Linked DNA regions of Arachis hypogaea: region 1 is linked to region 2. The links are chromatin contacts, called in public Hi-C maps. All regions are on one chromosome and are shown on one strand. Each heading gives the region's core, a stretch centred on a gene start, on an enhancer-like site or on the middle of the called end of the contact. The rest is flanking DNA. Distances are from core to core; before and after follow the strand shown. Region 1 holds the start of LOC112776437 (peptidyl-prolyl cis-trans isomerase CYP21-4). Region 2 holds the start of LOC112775695 (peptidyl-prolyl cis-trans isomerase).

Region 1 (6,475 bases), core at 3,789-6,288, 100 kb after region 2:
TTACACAATTTTATCACTATTTATCGGTATTACATCAATCTTATCATCATATTAAAAAAATTATGTACTTTTAAGCTAAAGAAGAATTTACTAGAAATAAAATAACTAAAATTGGAAGAACGAATACATTACATTTTTTCCAAGAATAATTAAAAAAATTAGGTAAACAATTTGACCTTAACAGATTTTTGAAAGTACATGTTATCATACAATAAAATTAATCTTTAGAATTCTCATGTCTTTATTATTATACTAGTATTTTTATCTATAATAATATTACGAGAATATAAATTTTTAAAAATTATATCAATTTTAATATTATAGATTATTATGACACAAAATTTATAATATTAAACTACTTTTATAAAAATATTGTACAGGACAAAAATTTTCGTTGACTAAAAAATCAGAATTTCTGTAAATAAAAAAATAATAAATAATAAATTTTTTAGTTATTATTTTTATATGAAAGAATTTAAAAATAATAATTTTTTTTCTATATATAAAAATATAATTATATATTAATATAAAAAAATTTATATTAATAATTATAAAATTAACTCAAATTTATTTTTTTAAAATAATTGAATTTTATTTTTAATTTTTAATCACAATATTAGTATTTTTTTAAATTATATGTAATAAATATTTAAAAAAATAAAAATATAAATTAAAAAGATAAACAGTAAAATTTTAAAATTAAATAAAAAATATACAAATAATAATATTTTTTATTTAAATTATATTAGGTATATTTTGATTGGAAAATTTTTAATTAGTTATTGATAATAATATATAAGAGAAATAAAGTGAGTGAATAAATGAGAGAAATAGAAAAAATAAAAGAGAAGTAGAGAGAATTTTTTAATATTAAAAAAATTTGATTTCAATTATAATGAGAAAGATATATAACACGTTATGGTTGTAAAAATAGTAATATATAATAAATTTAAAAAAAAAATAAAAAAAGAACACGACAACGCTGGAAAATCTTCCAAGTCTCTTAGCAAAGTTTTCCTCTCTCCCGTTCGCGTTTTCATCTTTGATTCGAAGCACAACCAACTCACACACAGAGACTCACGTTCAATCCGACGTCGTTTCTTTCCTTCCTTCTCTTCGATCCCCTCAGTGCCTGACCCTATTCCTCACTCTCTCAGGTTCCTCCTTTTTTATTTATTTTACTTCATTTCTTATTTTTTTTTTCGTAATTAAGCTTGTAATTTTCCAAAATCCATGATATGGCATATTTAGGGTCTAATAATTAACAGGTTCATGCTTATTTTCTTTGTATTTTCTCCCTTTTTTCAATAATTTATTTATTTATTTTGCTCAAATCATAGTGGTTGCAACTGTCTCTGCGTTAGTCTATTAGCATGTTGGATCTTAATCTCTATTCGATTTAGAGGAAAATTATTGTTATGCAAAGAGGTTAAACCTCGAGGACTTCATAGATGTTGAAAATATTCAAACTTTAAGTCATGGAGTTTGGTTTGATTGCTGTTTAGTTCTGTTGTTCAAGTTAACTGTAGATGTTGAATGAGTTGACTTCGATTCTTTGTTGTTGTAATCATATTCATCCTGGTTTTCGATTTATTTTGATTGGATTTTGTGTTTCTGATCCTTAATTTTATTGTCTTAACTGGAAATTCAAGGCACCTTTGGAAAACTGAAGAGTAAGTTAAAAATGGCAAGGATCAAGCCTCAGGCTCTTCTGCAACAAAGCAAAAGGAAGAAGGGGCCTTCTCGCATAAGTGCCACCACTATTGTGTTTTACATGTTGATTCTTGCCTTGATTGGGTTTTTCCTCTTCGCTACGTATAGATATTGGTCTAACAGGTTAGTAGAAGAATTTCTGTTTCTATCTCTGAAGACAGGTTCATAGGGTGGTGTGGGGACTGCTATGTCATATGTATTTGTTAAAAGTTGATACATAGCGAAGTTGAGATCTAGTTTTGCATCAGTCTTGTGACTGATGATGTTTAAATGCTTCTGTTATGAGATAGTGGGATGTCTGAAAATCTTACTTTGTTGCTAGAGGATTCATTTCACCAATGTCGTGATTGAACCCTCTACATATCTTTTGGTGATTGAACCTTTAGCTTAATTCTGATGTCACTCTAGTCTATGCTGTCTGTCTTAGGCAGTTTTGAAGTTTAATAGGTGCTTTCCACTTTCCATCAATCATTTTGAAGTGATTTTCTTTCTTAAGAAGACGAGTTTAAATGGAATAAGCTTTGGTAATAAGATTTTAGATAAGTCATTTCTCAGGGACGATGAGCATCATCTTTTACCTAACAATTCAATATTACTGTCATTCAGGTCAAGATTTCGATCACAGAATCAATTGGCAGTTTCAGAGGTACATCCTTAAATGCATCATTGGGAGGCGTTTTCAGAATTTCATTCCTTTTATATTTGCTTGTTACCTGATAATCTTGCCAACTGTATGTTCATTTCATTTGAATGCATACATTATTGTATTTGGGTTTTCCCATTGAGAATGTTAATACCTTTTGCTTTTATGGATAGAATCATTGTTTCTAATTTAAACTACCTGTTGGCAGCATGAAACTTCGTATGCAGACTCGAAGAAATCCGAGATACCTGGATATGCTGTAAGTTTTGTTCACCTAGCTGCAGTAATTCCTTTTATTTGTTTTTTTTTTTTTGGAACTATTTTTTAGTTAATTGAAATTCCCATATGAAACTGTTATCTCATAACTTGGCCTCCGTTTTCTTTGTGATTATAGGTTTTAGATACCTCTAAAGGCTCAATAATAGTAGAACTGAACAAGGATAATTCTCCTGAGGCTGTTGATGAATTCATTGACTTATGGTGAGTACTTGTTTTTCCTACGAAATTCATAATTTGAAGGCTGTTGAATGGTTTGGGGTTTGACTTTTGCAAACTTTTCTTTTCCTGTCATTCCCCTTGGTGGAGTGAAGAAAATTGGTATAGCATCTAATATCTATAGTATAATCTCACCTTATAGTGGTTTGGGCATGAGTACCCAATTAAGAGTATATCAGAAATTGAGAGACGATACCTTAACAGTTAGAGGTAGAAGATAAATAGGAAAAAGGCTATAAGTAAAATCATTTAAAAAAGATTTAGATTTTAATGGTTTGACTGTAAACGTGATTTATGATATGGTGTTACGGTGTTTATGGGATTGTGTAGCCAATCCCATCTAGTAGTTGAACAAGGCTCAATTGTTCTTGTTATTAATTTTCAGTCGTAAGTGGATTACAGCATTTGTCACCTTGTTTAAAAACATTAGTTTCTGTGGAAATAACACTGCTTATTATTTATCAATGGAAGTCTAAACAGATCTATGCAAAGCATGAACTGGGCAAATTTTCCTTAAGTGGACCTTGTTTTTGCTTCCAACAAGGATTAATACTTTATATGCTACTTTGCAGTCAAAAGGGGCATTTCAAAGGGATGCTGTTTCACCGAGTAATTAAGCACTATGTGATTCAGGCTGGGGATAACCAAGGAGCAGGAGCTACTGAAGATTGGAACTTGAGGGGAAAGCAACCCACAAGGTTTTTCTAATTCTTTTGGCATTTTGCTTTAGCTATTTAAAGTTTTCGATAACCAATGGCATAGTTTTTCTAATTAATAGATATTATAATAATTATGTAGTGTGAAACATGAAGCATTCATGCTTGGAACTTCCAAGGGCAAGCACACCAACAAAGGATTTGATCTTTTCATTACGACTGCACCGATACCAGATCTGAATGAGAAGCTTATTGTGTTTGGGCGAGTCGTCAAGGGAGAGGATGTTGTTCAGGTGACTGAAATTTGCTTCTCATTGTTATGTCTATGTCCTTTTTGTTGATCATTATCTTTTCCCATTTAGTTAAGGTTTTCTACACATTATCATATATGAGAAGTTAACGATTACCCTTTTTATCGCCAAATTTAAACAAATAATAAACTTCAAATTGTGTTGTTCACTGCAGATATTTGTTAAAATTTCATTTCACCATCTGTATAGATAAGTTAATATTCTGACTTGATTTTGTGTTTTGGAATGAAATTCCATCAAAGCAATTTCAATATTAGTTATTTCACTTATAATCTTTCTTATTTCTGAGAAATAATGATTTAATGCCGGCAACCTGTGCAAAATCAACCATAGATTTCATTATTAAGCTTCATATTCAATGTTACATTACCCTGTGCCAGGAAATTGAAGAAGTGGATACAGATGAACATTACAAACCTAAAGTCTCTATTGGGATACTTGATGTCACTCTTAAACAGAAGATCTGAAGGCTGATTGATAGATGAGGAGCATAATGATGTCTCATATTCACGCTGATTAACCGGTTTCGATATGGTCAAATCTTTTCTACAGGGACGATGAACATAGCGGATTTTACCTGGGGGGGTTCATCAATCAAGTGTTTTGAGCCTTGATGTTGTTTTTGCCATTGCATGTGTAGTTGTTAACAAAAGGGATTATGCAATCTCCTTTCCTTACCTCACTTATGTCAATTTTCTTTTCTATTATCTTCCTTTCTTTTTACCTATTATTTTCCCCCTATTTTGTAATTGAGGATGGGGTGTGGGAAGGTTTTGCAGTTTCTTGTAAGGTTTGGGTTTAGGGGGTTTTTAATTTTTTTTTTTTAATTTTTATTTGGGATTACTCTTCATTACTCGTTAGTGACCCGAATGAAATTACAAAATCATTTTGCTTTTTGCTTTGCCTTATTATGCAATTCATGTATCTTCTATGTTTCAATTGATGCCCAATTTTGATGAGAAGCCATTATGCTTAGCTTTGCGTCATTTACCTCATAAAAAAAAAAAAAAAAAGCTTTTGTGTCATTTACTTGATTGATGCTTAGGTTCCATTTGCTTAGGAATTCAGCAACAAGCTATAATAATTCAGAGCATTGTAATTATATTGAAAATAAAAGTATATAAAGCTTTTGAAAAAGATCTGCAAAGGGTAATGTCTTTTCTATTGGGGAACATCAGTGTCATAGCCTTTTTATTTTTTTTTTGGGGTCAATAGTGTAATAGCTTTGTGCTCGGGACCCGAATGGGGTATTATTTTCTCCTCGTGCCCAGACTAGTCTTCAGTAGTTGGGCCCAATAGTAGATAAATGGGCTGCCCAAAAATGGAGCGTGACAAAACTTGGATTGATTTCACCAACAAGAAAACAGACAATTAATTCTTCAACAACAACTCTCCACAGGAGACTTGGCGCAAATAGTAGATTCGTTGGCTTTTATGCAAGATCACTTGGGAACATGAGTTTAACTTATGTAGTGTGCATTGGGGTATCTAAGATTGAGGTTGTTCATTCTACCGAAGAAAAAAAAAAAAAACTTATGTAGTGTGGAATATAAAAACCCATATAGTTGTGCATATGGGTGGGTGGATGTGGGAGTTTGTGATCTAATGTGTAGTATTAGATGTTGTCTAATTTATCTGAATAAAAAAAATTGAGAGAAAATTTTATTATTTTTTTTATAATATGGCATTATTTTATTTTTTCTTTTATATCTTTATTTTTTATTTTGTCTGCATGTGGTCGCTTATCTATCTCAACATTCTCATCTTAATCATATTTAACTTATGTTTATGTTTATTTTTTGCTGTTCAATACTCTGTTCTATATAACATAACTGATCTAATAGAAATATAATAATTTTTATTTTTAAGATATTTTTTTACCACATATAATACCAAATTCCTTCTACCACTTTAACTAATTCGCTTGTATTATATATTTTACATCATCCTCAATTTCTTCGTTATCTTAATGCTTAAAATATTTTATTTGTAATAGGATGATTTTTCCAATTATTATATTTGTATTATTGTTTCTCCCTCGCCTACTGAATTTATATTCCATGTTCTGCATCAAATTATTAGTTCTTCATATAAATTAAATCATAATATATGAAGTAAAATCTTAATTGATCTTTTACAAGCCAAATATTACTCTGAATGCATTGGACAAGGTAGCGAAATAAGAAATGAGTTCAATTAGGGAATCAAATATTTTTTAGTTAATATTAATTAATTTTTTTAAAATTATCTTTTATTTTAAATTTAAACATTAAATCTTAAATTTTGAATTTAAAATTCTAAATTTTAAATCTTAAATGCTAATTCTAATTCCTAGATTGTCCAAAAAGTGAAGGTTAAAAAGCAGTTTTATACTAACAAATTATTTTTACTACTGTTAGCTATTTAACAATTAATTAGTTCCTATACTTATTCATAAGTATCTGGATTTAAGACAAAACAAATGAGTAACAATCCTAACTGGCTATTTAATAATAGGAGTTGACAGGAGTTGACAGCACCTTTGTTAATTACTTAAATTAATTCTATATATTATTATTAGATGAGTTAACGACTCCTCTTAAACATTTATTAGTAGTATTTTTAACTAAGTAGGTTGGGTTTGCATTGTTGAAAGTTGAAATTGACCCTTCAATTGA
Region 2 (6,758 bases), core at 1,330-3,829:
AATGCGTTGATTAAATCAATCTATTAAATTTTTGATAAATTAAATTTATCTCTACAGAATCGTTTATTTAAATTTTGTTATTTTTACTTACTCCTAAGAAATTTCTTTTAGATTGTATTAATATTAAACTTCTACTAAACATTTTTATAATTTACAATCAAATCACTACTCTTATTCCCATTTTTTCACAATCAAATCACTCACAACCTATTTTTCCTCTTTTTATATTTATTTTTTTTCTTTTATTTAAATTTTCATTTTATTTAAGTGTAAGAGTTTTATATATTTTTTTCGAAAAGTTGAACTCAATTTTGTAGGATTTAAAACCACATAAATTCAATAATACACTCCTAATGAAAATAAAGAAATTTAAAAGAAAAATTAAAGAGATCAAATTCAATTGATCTTGTAAAATTTTAAAATTAATTTCAATTTTATAGAGTTCAATATACCCGTGTGAAAATAACGGAAGTTTGAGTGGAAAATTGAAGAAAACGAATACAATTGATCTTGGAAACTTTTAAAACTAATTTGATTGAGTGAAAATTTGAAAAACCAATTTGACTACCGTTTTAACCATGTATCCCTAATGATGGATAGTAAATTTCATTGTTTATATGTAATATAGAAAAATAACTTAGAAATTATCATTCTATTTTAATATCAGTTATTTTTTAATAAATTTATGTAAATATACAATAAAAATAATCATATGTAAAATACTATCATGAAAAATAAAAATAACAATATCATCACCCTATAAAAAATTAGCATGCGCCCTGAAAAGTGGATAATAATCTGCCATTTTTTTTAAGTGCATCTTATTAGAGTCTAGGATCTTGGAGGTTTAGAAGGTAAGATTTAGAGTAAGTTCTTTTTTAGAAAGTTTACTTTATTTATTGACCCAACTAATCTGAAGAGTACGGAATGCTTCACAAAGATTGCTTAGTTTGGTTCATATACACTACGTGAAACAACACCTATATTCACAATGCAATTCTCACCCTATACTTGCTCGCTCATGCTATTAGCATCTCTTTGTCCAATAACCACACCTTGAACTTGCAAGCTCTTCCTATATGCTCCATTGCCCCAACTCATTGTGAGCTTTGCATTGCATCTTAAAATTTTGGACTTTTAATCTTAGAAAATTTATTTTTCCATGAGATTGTCTTCCAAGCTTAGGTTCCAATTCTTTTTCTACAACTTTTGAATTTTTTATGCGATGTTATTATCACTCTTCTCCTTCAATGAGATCAACTGCAAATTATATATATATATATATAGCTCTAAAGAAATATAGAGATAGCTAAGCAGTTGTTAGATTGGACAAAGAATTCCAATAGCAGTGTTAGCATGAGTGTTGTTAGGAGTTACCTAGATTGCTTTATGATATTCACTGGTTCTTTATGTTGATTTGCTCCACTTGTTGTATTGAGCTTCTCTCTTTCAAAAAAAACGTGTTAGCAAAAAATAGCAAAAAAATCTAACCAAAATGCAAAATGCAGAATGAACAAACTATAGTATCTCAGTATGCAAAATCATAAACCAAAAGACAAAGCAAACACCCAAATATCAGAAAAGAAAAAACCCCACACAAAGTGCATAACTAAAAATTATAGATACACCATGCATATATATGTAAATATGTCTTAGTTGTCATTACCACCTGCCCACAATTTTATTCTTCTATAGTAGCTCATCTCATAATATTTCTACTATTCAACTTAACACTGTTACTAAAACTAGACGAAAAACAAACAACGATAACTCCATAAAAGGCAACAACACGAGCAGGTGTACATTAAGGTATCAGAGCCACCACTAAACGCTTTGGTCAACACCGTCTAAGACAGTTGACCGCAGTCAGCGACGACCACTGGCTTCGACGTCCTGCCAGAGCTGGACCCAACCTTCTCGATCTCCCTCACGACATCCAGGCCCTCGACAACCTGCCCGAACACAACATGCTTCCCATCCAACCACTCTGTCTTCGCGGTGCAAATGAAGAACTGAGATCCGTTAGTGTTCTGACCCGCATTCGCCATCGACAGGATACCCGGTCCGGTGTGCTTCTTGATGAAATTCTCGTCAGCGAACTTGCTGCCATAAATTGATTCGCCGCCGGTGCCGTTTCCTGCGGTGAAGTCACCACCCTGGCACATGAAGTTGGGGATGACACGGTGGAAGGAGGAGCCCTTGTAGTGGAGGGGCTTCCCGCTGCGGCCAACTCCCTTCTCACCGGTACATAGTGCACGGAAGTTCTCGGCGGTCCTCGGCGTTGTGTCGGCGAAGAGCTCCATGATGATGCGGCCAGCTGGCTGGCCTCCGATGGTCATGTCAAAGAACACCCTAGGATTTGCCATTTTCACAGAAAGCACTAGAAGATGATCACAAGGTACTAATTGGATTTACACTAGTTAGGGTTTAAAATTGGGAACGAGAGGTATATATAGTAGGCTGTGACCGTTCGATTAGGGCACGTGGCATATGTAGTAGGTAACTATGGTTAAGTTGTTCACCGACCTGAGTTAGTGAATGTGGATCCAATTCAACGGAGAAGGATATACTTTTCCACTTATGTTTATTTTGGGGCCTTCTTGACAAACCTGGTCATATTGGGTGGTGTATCTGGAAGCTTCCTTAATCCATCTTAACCCAAAAAAAACAAACGACACCGCTTAATGTGAGAGTGTCAAGAATAAAAAATGAATTCTTCTTGATAAAGTAATATGACAAGATGGAGTATACAGTGCACAGTGCACACGTTTCTGGCATGCATGCACCTAGCTAATTAATGCATTAATGAATTACAGGTAATTACTGTAATTATGTAATTACTGTAACTATGTAATTTCAAGTGGCCAATGAGTAATAGTTTAAATAGCATAATTTTTCCATACTCAATTAAAAAGTTACAGTTCGAATCTCATATCTTTCATAAAAAAAAATAAAATAAAGTGGCGTGAGATCACTTGTCCCTCTAAGCAAAGTCCAAATTATTTGGTAAATTTCTTAGAAAAGATAACATAGAATAAAAATTTTTTTATTTAAAAAAAATGCATCACCATACTTTTGAGTCCAATAAACTCAAAATTATCGCGCTCTACGTGTCCTCTCTCTTGTTATTACTACAAGAAAATGAAACATTTGTAACAAAAATTTTGTATCAAATTTAAAATTATTACGAAAAAATGATTTTTTGTAATAATAATTGGTGATTGTTATAAAAGAATAATATTTTGTAACAACATTAAAAGTTGTTACAAAACATATTAATATTTTGTAACAACATAATTTTTTTTATTACAAATTATATTAGTTTTTGTAACGAACTGTTATTTTGTTACAAAATATTATAATGTTTTGTAACAAAGAATAAAATAGTTACAAAAATTTGAAATATTTTGTAACAAAATATCTTTTTATTTCAAAAATTTCAATTATTTTGTAAGAAAAAATTAATTTGTCACAAAATTCAGCATTGTTTATAACAAGTTATTTGTTTGTCACAAAATATAAGTATATTTTGTAACAAAAAAATTATTTCAAAATGTTAAACACCTAGAGAGTATTTTTTTTAGAATAATTTTATTTTGTTTCAAAAATTAAAATATTTTACATATTTTAAGTAATTTCTATTATGAATAAAGAACCCCGTTAGGGAATCCATGAAATATTTGTACAATATGTACAATGGGCTATGAGTTAAAAAATGAACACCACCCATTCTATTCAGGATCGAACTCTTGACATTTCGAACTCTTGACCTTTCGGATCTAGAGCTCTGATACCATGTCATGAAACCAATCATCTCAAAAGTTTAAGCTGATAGGAAAAGGTAACACTAATGGTTATATCTCTAATACTAAATCGGACATTCTTAAACCTCCATTGTACACATTGTACAGATATTCCATTGGCTCCCTATACTTCCTCATGAATAAATTATGATTTATTTTATTAAATTGAGCTCTAAGAGATTAATTTATTAGGAATGATTAAATTGATTTTTATAAATACTTTAAGTTTAAGTTAATTAATGAGGGGTAAGTACGATTTTGGTCCATAAAGTTTAGCGCCAGAATCGATTTCGTCTCTCTTCTAATTTTGGATTTAAAATCGTCCTTAACGTTTTTTTTCGTATTAAAATCGTCATTTTTAATAAAATTTTTAATTTAATTCCTAAACTACCCCTATTTTAATAAAAAAATAAAATTTTAAAATAAAATAAATATAAAATAAAAAAAAGAAAGAAAGGGATCAGAGAAGCGGGGTGGATGGGGACTGGGGAGAGAAAGAAAAAAAGGGGGGAGGGGGGTCGAGAAAGGGGGTGGGGGAGGGTGGAGGGGGGAGAGAAGGGGGACGCCGCACCGCCGCCCGTCGCCCGCCGCTTCTTCTTCTTCTTCTTCTTCCCGCCACCGTACCGTCGCCCGTTTCTTCCCGCCGCCGCACCGCCGTCCGTTTCTTCTTCTTCTTCTTCTTCTGTGAATTCTGTGAATTTCTGGATTTCTTCTTCTTTTGTTGTGGAATAGTATTGTTACTGATTTGTTGATTTGTTGCTTTCTATTTCTGCTTGTGTTAAATTTGTGTTTGAATTTGTTGATTTTATATTTTTGCTTCTCTGTGTGGAGGTGGAGGTGGAGGTGGGGGGTGGGGGTGGGGGTGGGGAAGGGAAGACGGGGAGGGGGATGGGACGGGTGGGACGCGGGGTAGGGGGAAGGGGGAGACGGGGAGGGGACGGGTGGGGACGCGGGTAGGGGGAAGGGGGAGACGGGGAGGGGGAGGGGACGGGTGGGGACGCTGGGTGGGGGAGGGGAAGGGAAAAGGGAGGAAGGGGACGGCGGCGGCGTTGGTGGTGGTGTTGGTGGTGGTGGAGTGGCAGTGAGTGTTGATGATGATGATGATGGTGATGATGATGTTGATAATGGTGGTGGAGTGGCAGTTGGTAGTGGTGGTGGTGGAGGAGGTAATTATATTGGTAGTGGTGAGGGTATTTTTGTCCAAAAAAAATTAAAAGGACGATTTTAATACGAAAAAAAAAACATTAAAGACGATTTTAAATCCAAAATTAGAAGAGGGACGGAATCGATTTTGGCGCTAAACTTTAGGGACCAAAATCGTACTTACCCCTAATGTTTATGTACAATTTTTTATCATAATTAGTTGTTTTATATAAATTGAAATTAAATTTTTGGTAATAGAAAAATAATAAAAAGTTATATCGATAATCTAAATAATTTATATTTTCGGATTTAAAATTTTATTTTATAAAATGTGATTAATACGTTTATTTTATAATTTGAATTAGAAATAATTATTTGAACTCATTGATATATTGATGAACATTCCGAATTTTTGGATAATTAAATTTATTATATTTGTTGAGAATTTTATTTTAAAAAAATTATTTTACTGAAAGTAATTAAATAAAACTCTATGATACTTTGAATTTAAAAATAATTAGGAGTTTTATGTAATTTTTTTATAATAATTAGAGTTTAAATTAATTAAAATTTTTATATAATCTTTATTGAATAATTAGTATAATTGAAATTATCATTTTTGTAATTAAAAAATAAGAAAGAATTGTACCGTTCAATTTAAGTAATTTTTATTATGAATGAATTATGTTTTATTTTATTAATTTTTTCTTTTAGAGATTAATTTATTAAAAATGATTAGATTGATTTTTATAAATACTTTAAGTTTAAGTCAGTTAATATTTATGTACAATTTTTATTATAATTAATTAGTTATTTCATATAAATTGAAATTAAAGTTCTGGTGATGGAAAAATAATAAAAGGGTATATGATTTAATTAGATAATTGATATTTTAGATTTAAACTATAATATATAGAATTTGATGAATACGTTTATTTTATAATTTAAATTAAAAATAATTAATTGAACTTAGCAATATGTTGATAAATAACGTTTTTAAATATTTTTAATGAAATACATTTGATTTTAAAATTATTTTATCCTCCAATTTTATCAAAATATTTATTCATATTTATCCTTTTTTCTTTATAAAATTTTTAATTTCTAACCCTAATTTTCAAATTAAAAATCAGAACCCTAACTCCCAAATTGAGGAACCTAACCCTAATTTTACCCTTCCTTACCAAGTTACCATCACTCAGCCGCACCCTACCACATTTCATCCCCTTCAACGTAACAAACTTTAGAAATGGAAAATCAAAGAGAGGAGAGTAATGCAGAGGAGGAGAGATCGAGCAAGAGGACGTCGCTGCTGTCGCCGTGGGTTATTTCCGCCGTCCCCGCCGTCGTCCTTGGAGACTGTCCTTGCTGCAACTGAAGCTTCTACTGTCGCCGTCGAGTTACTCCCGTCGCAGAGCCTTCAATGTTACCACTATCCGCCCCTGGAAACAGATCTCATCGCCGCGCTCTGCTGCCACGAAGTCCTCGCGTCTTGCCGCCAAGGGTTCCGTCATCGTCGTGCCTTGCCTCTGTCATTGCTAATCCACTGCCGCTGCTACCAGGGCCCGTCGCCATCACTGTCGCAAGCAGAAAAGGGGGAAAACGAATAGAATGTGAGGGAGAGGAGGAGTTCTCATCGTTTTTGTACGCCCAATTATCGCTGTTGCTTCCAATCCCATCGTTACTGTTGCGTCGCCGCCTCCAGAGTTCGTCGCTGTCGCCAAAGTCCGCCGTGAAGAGTAACGCGAATGAAAAAGAAAACAAGGAAGTTACTAATGGGGATTTGAAAAAATGGCTCTGTTCTGCCTCTGC

Evidence for each region. Hi-C and Micro-C count contacts between places; a contact is called where the count stands out from the background.
Region 1: a contact with region 2 is called in a Hi-C map of leaf, with 2.5 times the contacts expected there. The contact joins the enhancer-like site here to the promoter of LOC112775695 in region 2. A contact is called at or near these places in 3 of 8 Hi-C or Micro-C datasets (leaf and an unstated tissue).

The regions. Positions count from the first base shown.
Region 1 is chr19:143,717,028-143,723,502 of arahy.Tifrunner.gnm2.J5K5, forward strand. It overlaps LOC112776437 (peptidyl-prolyl cis-trans isomerase CYP21-4), which reads left to right and starts at 936. Exons shown (of 8, transcript XM_025820599.3): 1 at 936-1,157; 2 at 1,653-1,836; 3 at 2,320-2,359; 4 at 2,565-2,615; 5 at 2,751-2,836; 6 at 3,424-3,549; 7 at 3,650-3,800; 8 at 4,199-4,714. The coding sequence starts at 1,685. The coding sequence ends at 4,285. Within about 2 kb of position 5,039, at least 3 of the 3 cell types and tissues checked have open chromatin away from gene starts, as enhancers often do.
Region 2 is chr19:143,616,243-143,623,000 of arahy.Tifrunner.gnm2.J5K5, forward strand. LOC112775695 (peptidyl-prolyl cis-trans isomerase) reads right to left here and starts at 2,580. Exons shown (of 1, transcript XM_025819515.3): 1 at 1,576-2,580. The coding sequence starts at 2,366. The coding sequence ends at 1,848.